Regions from separate parts of the Mus musculus genome. Here region 1 is linked to region 2. Evidence: chromatin contacts called from public Hi-C data. All regions are on one chromosome and are shown on one strand. Each heading gives the region's core, a stretch centred on a gene start, on an enhancer-like site or on the middle of the called end of the contact. The rest is flanking DNA. Distances are from core to core; before and after follow the strand shown. Region 1 has its middle 24 kb from the start of Rbfox1. Region 2 has its middle 180 kb from the start of Rbfox1.

Evidence for each region. A called contact is a pair of places that touch in the nucleus more often than the background predicts.
Region 1: a contact with region 2 is called in a Hi-C map of the N1E-115 cell line, with 3 times the contacts expected there. The contact joins two enhancer-like sites. A contact is called at or near these places in 4 of 484 Hi-C or Micro-C datasets (the N1E-115 cell line, nephron progenitors and pre-hematopoietic stem cells) and 1 of 115 datasets of contacts at active chromatin or transcription factors (embryonic fibroblasts).

What each region holds. Positions count from the first base shown.
Region 1 is chr16:7,042,866-7,048,826 of GRCm38.p6, forward strand. It overlaps a transcript of Rbfox1 not described here. Among named protein-coding and RNA genes, the nearest start is that of Rbfox1, 24 kb to the right of the region's middle. Within about 2 kb of position 2,211, at least 4 of the 459 cell types and tissues checked have an H3K27ac peak or open chromatin away from gene starts, as enhancers often do. A contact at or near this core is called in the N1E-115 cell line, where this site is marked.
Region 2 is chr16:6,886,179-6,892,705 of GRCm38.p6, forward strand. It overlaps a transcript of Rbfox1 not described here. Among named protein-coding and RNA genes, the nearest start is that of Rbfox1, 180 kb to the right of the region's middle. Within about 2 kb of position 3,218, at least 35 of the 459 cell types and tissues checked have an H3K27ac peak or open chromatin away from gene starts, as enhancers often do. A contact at or near this core is called in the N1E-115 cell line, where this site is marked.

The DNA of each region.
Region 1 (5,961 bases), core at 961-3,460, 160 kb after region 2:
AAACTGAATGTTCAAGGGAAAAGCAGTGCAAACTCTTTGCTACAAATATATTATTTATTCAGACCAGTGAGGTGGCATCTTTGGTATTTGCATTATTTGATTTATTCTGTGTCATTTATTTACATTTTTTGTAACTCCCCTTTAAATAGATATTTTCCTGAAGTTTACGATTTCTTCTTTTTCTTCCTTTTCTCTTGTCTGTCTCCTTCCTCTCCCTCCTCCCCCTCTCCCTCCCCCCCCTCTCCTTCTTCCCCCTCTCCTTCCTCCTCCTCCTCCTCCTTTCCTAACATCCAAGCTATTAACAATAGTTGGGAACTGTGAGGTGGGATAAAGCTGGGTAGCCCTTTTGGCATCTAGATACTCCAGCTGATAATGACATCATTGCCATGTATGCACATCGACACACACATGCACGCTTAAGCACTGGCAGCATGATGCATGGGTTTATGGCTGTAGCCCACTTCTAATAGAAAGGGTGAAGGCCTGAAGAAAGGCTGAAAGCACGTGCTTCAGCTTCATGTCTCCATGCACCATGGTGGCCCTTTTCTTTGGCTGCTTTGATGGTGACATCTTCCCACAACTGGTCTTCCAGCTTATATATACTCCCAGTGCAGAACCTTTCCATAGTTCCTGCCTGGGTACACATTTACACATTCTTGCTTTGAGAGAAAATTCTGAATTCTGGTTCCACATTTGGAGCTTATTATCAGTGAGATCAAAGGTAAATATATTTTGTTTGCTTAATAGAAAACAGTGCATGCTCACACACGACATCCACTCGTGCACACCACAGACACAGGGCACATACACACACGCACTATAAAATCTCCTAAGTGTGGGGAACAAACACCAGATACCCATTTCTTGGGATGGAATGCTGAGACCACAAGCAGGATAGGCAGACACTACAGTTTGTTTTCTGATGCACACTTCAAGCACGAGGCCTCCAGAGCTGTATTTCACAGAGTTAGGACTTCCTAAGGAAACCCAGTAGCATAGGAACTTACTGCTCCCTGTTCCCGACCCACCCTCAGTATCTTCCTTCGGGTCTGTTCCATGAAGCCTTCTAATCTGTCAAAGACTGTTCACTCCCAACCTTTTAATCAGCCCAAATTTAACAATGAGTCAAATACTTAAAATCCACATTAAAGAGGGGAGGAGAAGGGGGCTCTGAAGTGGCCCACACCACTGTCAATACCCAACGATGGGTCATTTTTCCCAACCTAATGGTGATACATGAGCTTTGTTTTAAATAGTGAAGTGGTTTGTACAAAGGGTAATTCCTGGTAAATGAAGCCATTGCTCATGGTGGACACCTTCAGATCGAAAGCAATTGAACTGAAACCCGCACATCAGCCCTTTCTGTCTTTAATTAGAAAGTGCTGCTCAGTGTGGAAACTCACTGGGGTAGAAGGGCTCTCTCACAGAGGTTGGATGGCAGTGGAGTTGTGGGGGGCCGGCCTCTATGCATCAGATGAGCTTATAAATTTGGGACACATTAGGTAAGGCATAACCATTATGACTGCGTAGGAAAGTTCAATTCTCATTGCAGCGAGTCCCCTTGCGTCTCTCCATCCGATGATTTACGGAGGGCACAAATGACACTTTATCACATTTTTTTCTTCTTGGCTAATCCCATACTGATTTATTAGTTAGTGCTGTGGATTGGGGGTAGTCAATAGTGTCAATAATGCAGAAGAGAATTAGGATAGATTATCTTCATGTCTGAATTGTTTAAAGGGATCTAAGTGGCTAGAATGAGCATATCTGCAGGCTTGCCTAGCTGTTTGCCATGAGATGTCTGCCTGCCTCTGTCTTCAGATATTGTCTGCTATAAATTGTTTGATTAACGAACCCTGCTGGGATTTTTTTTTTCTGGCCTTTTCTAAGGAAAGAAAGAAAGTACGTGTCACCGTTCTGAACAGGGTGAGGCCCAGTGTCCACTGGACTGGGCTGCTTCTTTGCCTCACCTCCGTGGAGAGAAAGATGTCATGAACTTGGTTGGCTGCAGGGTTATCTAGATTGCCACTTCCTTAAAGCCACTTAAAGCAACCGTCATTTGTGGAAAACATAACGCGTCTGCCTGTCCACAGACAGGAGTCTTCCGTGCCATCCCTCTCTGTCTGCCATTTCGTGGTAGGTTGTGTGTCAGAACATGCAAGCCAGCAGCTCTGCCTGAGCTGGGAATGGAGAAAGCCTGGATCATTAGTGCTCACACACCATCTGTTTTCCTTACAGCTGCCCTTTGAGTGATTGTCCGGTAGCTGATGTGCTGAGGGTAGACAATTGTTTTTTAGGGGTTTCTGATTCATTTCGCCAAGCTCCCTGCCCCAAGAGAAAACATAATGCTTGTTTATTCATACTGGCTGGTAAAAAGCAGTGTAGTTTATCAGGCAAATCATGGTCTTCTGGAAGAGAAAGACTTTGCGGCGCAGTAAACAAAATCAGGTTGGCACATCTGTGCCTAAGGGGGCTGGTGATGGGCATGGGGTATCATCCTGAGAAAGAGGCAGGGCTGGCAGACATGGACATAATTGTCCCATCTGCAGAGACTTCTTTAATGGACACGGAGAGGTGTCCCAGTGTGCTGCTTAATTCAATTAAGACAAACATAGAAAGTTCCGTTCATCAATAAAGTTGCCTGTTTCCAGTGCTGCTGGAGAGAGTCCTGCAGGGCTGAGCTCTGGTCTGTGGCTGTCACCCTGATGTCACTTGCCTTTCCTGGCTCTATGGGGTCAGCTCTTAAGCATAATAGCTTAGAAGGGCCTTGGCTCTTTTACCACGCTGAGTGCAAGTAAGTTGGGGAAATGGGCAGTGGTCACACGGTCTGTTCTTATAGCTGGAAACTATTAGGAAATGGCTTACCCAGGGATCTCAAATTCAGTGCCCAAGCCCTTAATAAGGATAAGAAATCGACGATGGAGGAAATGTGCAGACTCCTGGCGTGGCTTGGGAAGTTGTCGCTGTTCTTCCTAGGATATTGCAGCCATGATTGTTTGCTATTGGCTGAGAAAGAGCAAAAGACGATTTCAGTCTACTGCCTGGAGCCTCTGCTTTAGATTCCTCTACTGCAGATCCACATTTCTTGTATTTAACAAGTGTTTGACAGTGTCCAGAGCATCATCTTAGCTTTGCAGTGAGATAGTTGGGGTCTTTCAGCCTTTTCCTGGATTTTACCCACAATGCCTCAGGGCGGATGTATATTGAGTGTAGCTGTTCAGAACAGAGAGGAATAGATAAGTATGTGGGTTAGAATCTTAGATCAAGGAAAGAGAGTAGTCACCACCCTCCACTTGAGTGTAATGTTCAGCGGAAGTATAGTCACTTGTTTCTATGAAAATTGTTTCCAAGTGTTGTCGCTATTTTAGAATGTTACATAGTGTCCATGCTGTTGTGCAGCCGAGGCTCCAGTAAAAGAATGAATGTGGATAGAGATGAACCCAGAAAATAGCTTCAGATTAGGGAGCATGGGGTAGGAGAGGAGAAGGAGGCTCAGGAGGCTCTGGAGACCTGATTGTTCTTCTGACCTGAGAGGAAAAGCCAGAAATTCAGCCTAGGGGTAAAGAAGGAGCAAGAACCCTGTGGGGGAGGTGACAGTGTAAGTGGTCATGTGTTGGCCTTGCACGTGTTTTGTGCTCAGTACCCAGCCCTGCTGGAGGGAGGGACCAAGCAGGTTTGTTGGCACATGTCTAAAAACTACAGCACTCTGAAGGCAGGGATAAGAGGATCCTTTTGTCTTTCTAGTCAACTAAGTTAGCTTTCCAGGACAGTTCCAAGCCAAGGAAAGACCCCCAACTCCAAAGAAAATACGGGCAGCGTCGGAGGAGTGAAATAGGTTGTCTTCTGACCTTCATGTGCACATATGCACATGTACCAGCAAGCACGCATCACACACACACACACACACACACACACACACACACACACACACACACACACACACACAGAATTATTCTCAGCTACAACAGACACTGTGGTAATCTCACACTTAGACACACAGAGACATCAAGCAGTGGAAATGGGTCTAATACAGAGTGGTCATTCTCTAAGGGCAGAGTATGGGTCTGATTGGCTCACATCATTTTGAATGAGGTGCAGGGTGGAAAGGTAACCTATGGAAAGAAAGCCATTCCAGAATTGTGACCTGGTACCTGTGAGGTATGGACCCAAGACAGGGACAGTAAGGAAGGGGAGAGCTTTGATCAAACTGCTAAGGAGTCATATTCAACAAGAGGTGCCAAGGCTCCTGTTGACAACTATGTAATCATGTCAAGGGACATATATGATGTGAACAAGACAAACATGGCCCATTCTTTCTCCACCTTCCTTGTTTTTACCTAATAACTACAGCAGGTGACACATCTTTACAGATTTTGAAATAAGCCTACATTTAAGTAGACAGGTACCCTTGCCCAATTATAGTGGTGATATGGTTTCCAGTATACATGAAAATCCACAGTCACTCCCTCTCATACTTGCCCACTGATTCTAGGTTTATAGAGTTCACATGGTGTGTGTGTGTGTGTGTGTGTGTGTGTGTGTGTGTGTGTGTGTGTCTCAGTTATTGTGAATTTGAGGTTAAACCTCAGGCCTAGTACATGTTAGGCAAGTGCTTTCCCAGTAACCTTCGGGCCTCCTTTTACATTTTATTCTGAAACAAGGTCTTAGTTGCCCAGGCTGGCCTTTAACTTTGGTTCCTCCTACTTCAATCATCCTCATTGCTGAAATGTCAGGCCTTGGCTACCACCACCCTCAGCTCATTCTGTGCCTATTGAACCCCCACGGGGTGACAGATGCCCTCAGGAAGCAAAGCCTAGAGCTTCTGTCTCTGGGAGAGTCTTAGCATCCTTAACATCATTATAATACTGCATTTAGACACACATCAGCTTGGTCCATAGAGTGTTTTATGTCATGTCTGGGTTAGAATTACATCTTCCTTCCTTCCTTCCTTCCTTCCTTCCTTCCTTCCTTCCTTCCTTCCTTCCTTCCTTCCTTCCTTCCTTCCTTCCTTCCTCTGGTCCAATATGCAGAGAGAAAGCACATATAATTAACTTACATCTCTCTCTATGTCACCTCTCCATCCCTCTGCCCAGACAGCAGCAGACAGCAAAGGAAAGACATCCTGTACTTAATGATTAGAGTGTACAGAGGGCTCTGAGACAATGGACTGAGTCAGAAGGCTGCTGCTGTGGTCCTTAATGCTCACCAAGGCCTTAGTGGCTAGACAGTTGCACCTCATTTTGATCTTTTTCTCTGCGTTGTTTCAGTACACACAGAATAGGAAGCAGAGCGCGAATGAGGTAAATTCAGAAGGCCAGTGTGTGTTTTCAGAGACTTAATGACTATTTTTCTTTCTCTTCTGTGGCTATGGAACAAAGTACAGGCAATTTTAGGATTTAAGGGCCCAGATTTCCCTGGGCTCGGGAGTAGAATACAAGGAGACTTTGGGATTAATGAGTCTTTTCTTTTCCTTGGGGGCAGACGTTTGCCTGGCACTCACCTGGAGAATGGGATTTTTCTTATTGGAAATAGCAGCAAGCATCTGTGGGGTTCCTTCTAGGAGAACTGCTTCCTGAGCCTGGGTTAAGTAGTGCTTAGCTCTTTGGAGAGGATAAGGACTGAAATATGATGCCCCTCTCCTGGAATACTTCAGGAACAATGAGGAGCAATTATGGAATCTTAGTCAGGGAGAGAATATTTCCAAATGACATGCGAACACTGATGTTGCCTTAGAAGCCTGGGTGTTCAACCCTCCAAAAACAGTCTACAAAAAGCAGGTGTCTCTTGTCCTTGTGTAGAACGGGCTCTGAGGCCAAATCCCAACTCTGTTATTCATGAGCTGATCTGACTGAATTGAGCAAGTCACTTAACTTGATTTGGACCTTAATTGCTTCTTCGGAAAAAATCGAGACTAGAATGCCATTGTATATTGTTCTTGGTGAGGTGAAGTGGGATACCACT
Region 2 (6,527 bases), core at 1,968-4,467:
TAAATGCACTCATTTTGCAAGTGAAAAAAAAAGCCAGCCAGCAGCAGGAAGGGGCACAAATGTCTCTTTAGATCATTTGCCCCCTGGTCAGGGCTTCAGGGTGAGATCTCAGTGGAGAAGTCAGAAGAACTTTCCCTGTGTGTGGTGGTGGTGCATGTTGTGGCATATGCAATGGTGATGGTATGTGTGTGTGATCCCTGTGTGGTTTACGTGGTGCTGGCGATAGTGTGTGTGTGTGCTGTGTATACACGCACAAATATATATATATGATAAATGTATATGTTTATATGACATGCATATATATATGTTATATATTATATTATGCATGCACCACACACACACACATATAGAAAGAGAGAGAGTATGTATGGTGTTATATATGTATGTTATGTGTGAGATGCATGCACATGAGTACACATGTCTGTATCCTTTCCTATATACTTAGAGAAGGATATTAAGTGTCTTCTTCTATTGCTCACTTTATTGTCTTGAGACAAGATCTCTTAATGAACCAGAAGCTCATGGTTTTAGCTGCACTGTCTAGCCAGGAACTTCTTAGATCTCTTTGTGTCTTTCCCCTAGTGTTGGTTACAGGAAAGCATGGGCACGCCTGGCTTTTTATATGGATGCTAGTGATTCAGAACTCTTATGTCCCATGCTCACAGAGCAAGTGTTTTTATTCAGTGAACCATCCTCTCAACTTCTTATCTCATTTGCAAGAAACTAGACCAAGACTAGTTTTTTTTTTTTTTGTACTGTCAACATAGCAACTGGTGGTCACAGTAGCTATACAATTAGAAAATGATTCTAACTTAAATGAAAATCACCACTCAGATTTAGCCAGGCTAAATGCATGTACTCTGTGGTCCTTTGTGCCTAGTTGCTACCCTATCGGATGAAGGTAGAGAGGAATTCAGTATTGAGTTATTCTAATTTTATTTGTGTGACTGTGATAAAGCTCGCTGACTAAAAAGAACTTAGGAAAAGGACAGGTTTATTTTCACTCACAATTCTAGAGTGTAGTCCACCATTGTAGGAAAATCAAGGCAGGAAATTCAAAGTTCTAGTCATTTCACATCCATAATGATGCTTGTATAGCTCAATGCAACTTTTCTCATTGTTACATAATTTAGTAGTCCTTGCCTAGGGAATGGTGTCACCCACAGTAGGCTGAGTCTTTCCACATTAATTACCTGAAGACAATCCCTCATAGACATGCTCAGAGAGCAACAGGATGTGAATATTCCCTCACTAAAGCCTCTTTTCACAGGTAATAAAAATACTATGTTGTGTTAAGTTGGCAAAGCTAACCATTATACTTTCCCAAGGTTGAATAAGAGAACTTCTATCCAAGTATTGATTTAAAAGGAAAAGTTTTTTTTTACAAAGAAGGGAGATGCAAAGGTCTGATACAGTGCATGGAGGAAATGGAAATGCTGAGGACACCAGAAGGGTAGTCAGATAATGTGGATGCTAAGACTGTGTTTGAGAACAAGATTTAACAAAGGAAGACAGAAAGATAGAACTCAGAAATGAAGAGAAGTAAGTGGGTGGCTGATAGAAAGGAAGAAAATGAAAATGAATATAAAGGCTACACAAAGAAATCTACAATAAGACAATGGTCAAGGCCAAGGCTTTCAGGCTTGTAGAAATATTGGCTTTGCCATCCTTTTCTTCATTCTCTGAATAGCAGGATCCTTCACACCTTTATCACCTAGTTTAAAAGCCACCTCTTCCTACTGAACCTCCTTGTTACCTTTTCTGATCCTTTCACCTTCATATTCGCCCTCCCCCATCACAACTATAATATGGACACTCTTCATTTTTATATGCTCCTCTCTCTCTCTCTCTCTCTCTCTCTCTCTCTCTCTCTCTCTCTCTCTCTCTCTCTCTCCATGTATCATCTACCTTCCTAAACACATGTTTCAAGAAGGCATGTTTGTACTCTGTGGGAGTGAGTACATGTGGAAAACTTGAAAGGAACCCAGAAGATGTGGGAAAGAGGATTCAAATGGGCAGTAGTAGGGAAACTTATGAAGACTTGAGATATTAAGGCAGAATGAGGAATACTGGGGGTTGAAGGGTTTAGGTAGAAACCGTAGGGGAGGATGGATGGAGGACAGCAGAAAGGGATGTGTCAACTACAACTCAGATGGTGAAAATGTCATAAGAAACACTGCTACTTTTGTAAGCTAATTAAAATTTTAAGAGGCTAAAAACTGTGAATGAATATATAAGCTTACTTGTCTTTAGCTGCATATGTATCAAAAGATGGCCTAGTCGGCCATCACTGCAAAGAGAGGCCCATTGGACTTGCAAACTTTATATGCCCCAGTACAGGGGAACGCCAGGGCCAAAAAGGGGGAGTGGGTGGGTAGGGGACTGGGGGGGTGGGTATGGGGGACCTTTGGGATAGCATTGAAAATGTAAATGAAGAAAATACCTAATAAAAAATTTAAAAAAATAAATAAATTCTTAGATGTAGAATTGCTAAGTCAAAAAAAAAGAATATATAAGCTTATGTATAAAAAAGGCACCATGCTTTGTCTCTCTTTCTTTCTTTCTTTCTTTCTTTCTTTCTTTCTTTCTTTCTTTCTTTCTTTCTTTCTTTCTTTCTTTTTTTCTTTCTTCCTTCCTTCCTTCTCTCTCTCTCTCTCTCTCTCTCTCTCTCTCTCTCTCTCTCTCTTCTTTCTTTCTTTCTTTTATTTTTTTGTGAATGAATGAACTTGTCCTCATTCCCATGTCAATTTGTTGGCAGTATCTGAATCAATATATCCTATTTTAAAACCCTTAAAGCACAAAATTCTCAGTGGTAACTCATACAAGAATTATTGAATTGGGAGTTAGGGGATCAAAAGATGAGTCAGAAATTACTTATAGGGGATGTGGCATGATGCTGCCCAGTGCCCAGTATGTATGATTTTATTTTATCTTATTTGCATTCTCATACGTGGCTCCCAAGACCCCAATCTCCAATGATTTTTTTCCATGAACAAAGCCCTGTGAGGTTCTTTTGTGGAATAATTCCATAGGAAATTGCTATTTCATGCATGGCTTCCAAGACTCACAGCCCAAGGTAGGAGTGTAGAGAAGAGGAGGGTGTGAGGATGAAGCTCAGCTGAAAGTCAGGCTGGAGCCTCTCACCTCCAGAGCTTTGCCAGGAAGTTCCCTCAGCAGACCCCGGGAACTCCGTGTGGTTAGTGAACCAGCTCTGAGTCATCTCAGTCAAGGAGGCTCCGGATGTCTCTGAATAGTGTGTCTAGACTTACAGTCTGCTGGGGAGGGAGTAGGAGGATCCTGAGAGAAGACTAGGAAATGATGGGTGGGTGTTTGTGCTGGTCTCAGATTACTTCCTGTCCTTCATATCTTAAATACCCAGAGAGTTAATTTCAGGTCATCTACTTTGATGTTTATCGGTTTCACAGAGCCTACAGGATGCTAGACACAGAGCTTGGTTCTGGGAATAGAAAGCTGACAAGGGCTCTTCTCTGATGGACCTCTCTGATGGGAGAGTTATATCTTGTCACAGAGTAATCTGATTAAAGTGGTGAGGGGTGTTACAAAGATATATAATCAGGTCCATGTACATAGAATGGTACATGTTCAAAACCATAAGGCTTAGGAACTGAACTTCATTAGAGAGAGCCATTGATGATTTTTCTTATTTTTGTTTCTTTAGTGCTGCTTTGACAGTTTGATATTTATATATAATGAATTCCAACTGCTTTTAGCCCTGTACCCTCTTGTGCACCCCTCCACTTCCAAGAAGTCCTCTCTGACTTTCATGGTCTTCCTTTCTTGTGAGGTTATTTGGGCTTGCCTGCATTAGAATGGGTGAGGGTTCATGTGCTGCATCACAGGCAACTTAACAATGACTACACCACTAAAGAAACTCAAATACTCCACCAGCAATGACTTACTGCCAATGGTCAGTATCTCAGGGATGGGTAGAGCTCATGTGTTGATGGGTTCCTGCTGCTTCTATCATGTGTGGTAACCTCATGCAGTGACCTTTTGATTACAATGCCAGGTCTTGCCCAGAAGGTGCCCTTCCATGGTGTGCCTCTGTGTCTCCTAGCTCTGACACTTTTTTGCTACTTCTTCCATGATGTTTTCTGAGCTGAGGAGGAGGAGGAGGAGATACAAATATCCTGTTTAGGATCACATATTACTTTCTCCTGGCAGGATGGACGAATTGTAACAGTGGAGACCTGATAAAGGACTAGCAGTAGACAGGTCAACATCATTTTCTTTAGACTGAGTTAAACTAGTCTGACTTTACAAAAACAAAATACACCAAAGTGTTTCTTGGCTCAAGTTGTTTGTGTATCATCCTTTCTTCCACTTTGTTTTCTCTCTTCCTCCTTTCTTCCACTTTGTTCTCTCTCTCTCTCTCTCTCTCTCTCTCTCTCTCTCTCTCTCTCTCTCTCTCTCTCTCTCTCATCTGATTAGAGCCACTACTATCTTTCATGTGATAATATTCAAGGCATCAATCCTACCATCTTGGACAAGGATATAAGGGAGCTTGGGCGAGATTAGGCTCCTGCTTTTATCACAAGATTCATATAGTAACTAACCAGGATTCTACAAGGACTCTCCCAGTCTCTGCTGTAAGTATGTGCTTCTACTTAGTCAAAGACATCCCACAATGCCTCATTCCTGGAAAGTACATATTACTCAATACTGCCATTGGAAGACCAAGCCACCAACATACCAAAACCTCGGTAAACTTCCACAATGTTAATTACAGCAGTGCTGGCCCAGTTTAGCTTCCCCATAAGAAATACAAGGAGAAAACTCACCAAGCCTTATCATCATGGACAAATTCATTAAACCAAGCTTTGATAAAAATTTGTGTACCTGGGCTATCTCTCCGTAAAAGTGGAGTTCAGTATAGTGGCATTAAACATGGATAAGGTAAGGGTTTTTATAGTTCAAGAGTAGGGGGATTTCCAAATTAGAGGTTTAGAAGGCAAATAGGCAGTGTTACAGAAGCAAAACATAAGCATAGCTAGAAAAACATAACAATCTCCTAAAACAGAGAGATGATTACAAGGTGGTCATAGTAAGGTAGTGGTAACAAGGTGGTCATTACCAGCTAGTCATAGATGGTCATATAACATTTTGAAATGAAGACAAAGTTGTCATTTCCTGGATCAGGCAACACTGAAGCATCTGTAGTTAAAGTTACAAGTGGTACATAGCCCAATCCTTGAGAAACAGAATTAATCACAAACAGGAACCAACCTACTTTATCTTTACTATAAGATGGCTTTTAAGTCTAAGATAGAAGCCGGCTGGCTTATCACTTTCCCCGAGCATCCGTGCTGGGCAGCTCACAATCACCTGTAATTCCAGTTTCAGAAGCCCTCTTCTGGCCTCTCCAGGCACATACATATAATATATATTCACACAGACACACACGTGCACACATAGTAAAGTAAAATAAGCCTTGACACAGAAGCACCAGAACATGGTTGGGCACACAAGTCAAGAGCCACACCCTGTTCCTTATGCTTCTCCTCCTGCCTCCGCTCTGGGATCAACCACTGTAGCTGTCAGCTAGTTTCTGGAATATTCCAAAATTGAGTTGTATGAGTATTTGTGCTTGCTCTCTTTAGCACTCTTTCCTATGTGCCTGGCCCTTTCTTTGCTTTTGGCCTCTACAGTATTATTTTCCCTGGAGACTGTCTTTCTGGACAGTCAATCAAAGCCATCTGCTTTACAACACCATAATCAGCCATTATCTTGTTGGCGTATGCATACCTCAATTATCTGTCTCCTCTCCCAAGGCTGCTGCATTAAGGCATGTCCACCTCCATTGTTCTAAACATGATGCTCCCAGTGTCTTACAACATCAGAAATATATAGTCTTACTTCAAATACTGTTGAATAAATGAATGAATGATTACAAGTAAATAGCCAACTCTAGTGATCTTTTTCTTTATTTTTCTTCTATTTTTCTCAATTTCATCTTTGGACATTTCTGAGGAATATTTCTTTGCGAATACAGTCTATCTATGATAGAGCTGTTTATTGACCCTTGAGATAAAACTTCCAAATTGGAATTGGGTGGTTGTGAGTGGTTTTCAGAGAGGTAAAATTTGTCATTAGTATCATTGTTTATGTGTCCAATGCCCTTCATATTTTTCCCTTTTATACAGCATTTGACATTTGCAAAATGTTTTCCATTTATTTTTATGTAAGGAAAAAGCAAAAAGCCATACATACTTTTCCCCATATTACCCCTCCCTTTTAAAAGAGCATAAAAGCAAAGAATCGCTTTGTGTTCAGGAGTAGACAAATTGAGAACAAAAGAAGGAGAGAGAAATGGGTACAGTGGAAGACAACTGGAAGGCTGGGAGGTGTTCAGTCAGTAAAGGGCTCGCTGTGCAAGGGATAAACACCTGAGGTCAAGTCCCCAGCACCCACATGAAAAGCTGCAGGCAGTGGTGCATGACTGTAACCCCAGCCATGGCAAAGCAGAGCTCAATGGATCCCTGGGGCTCCACCAATCAGTGAACTTC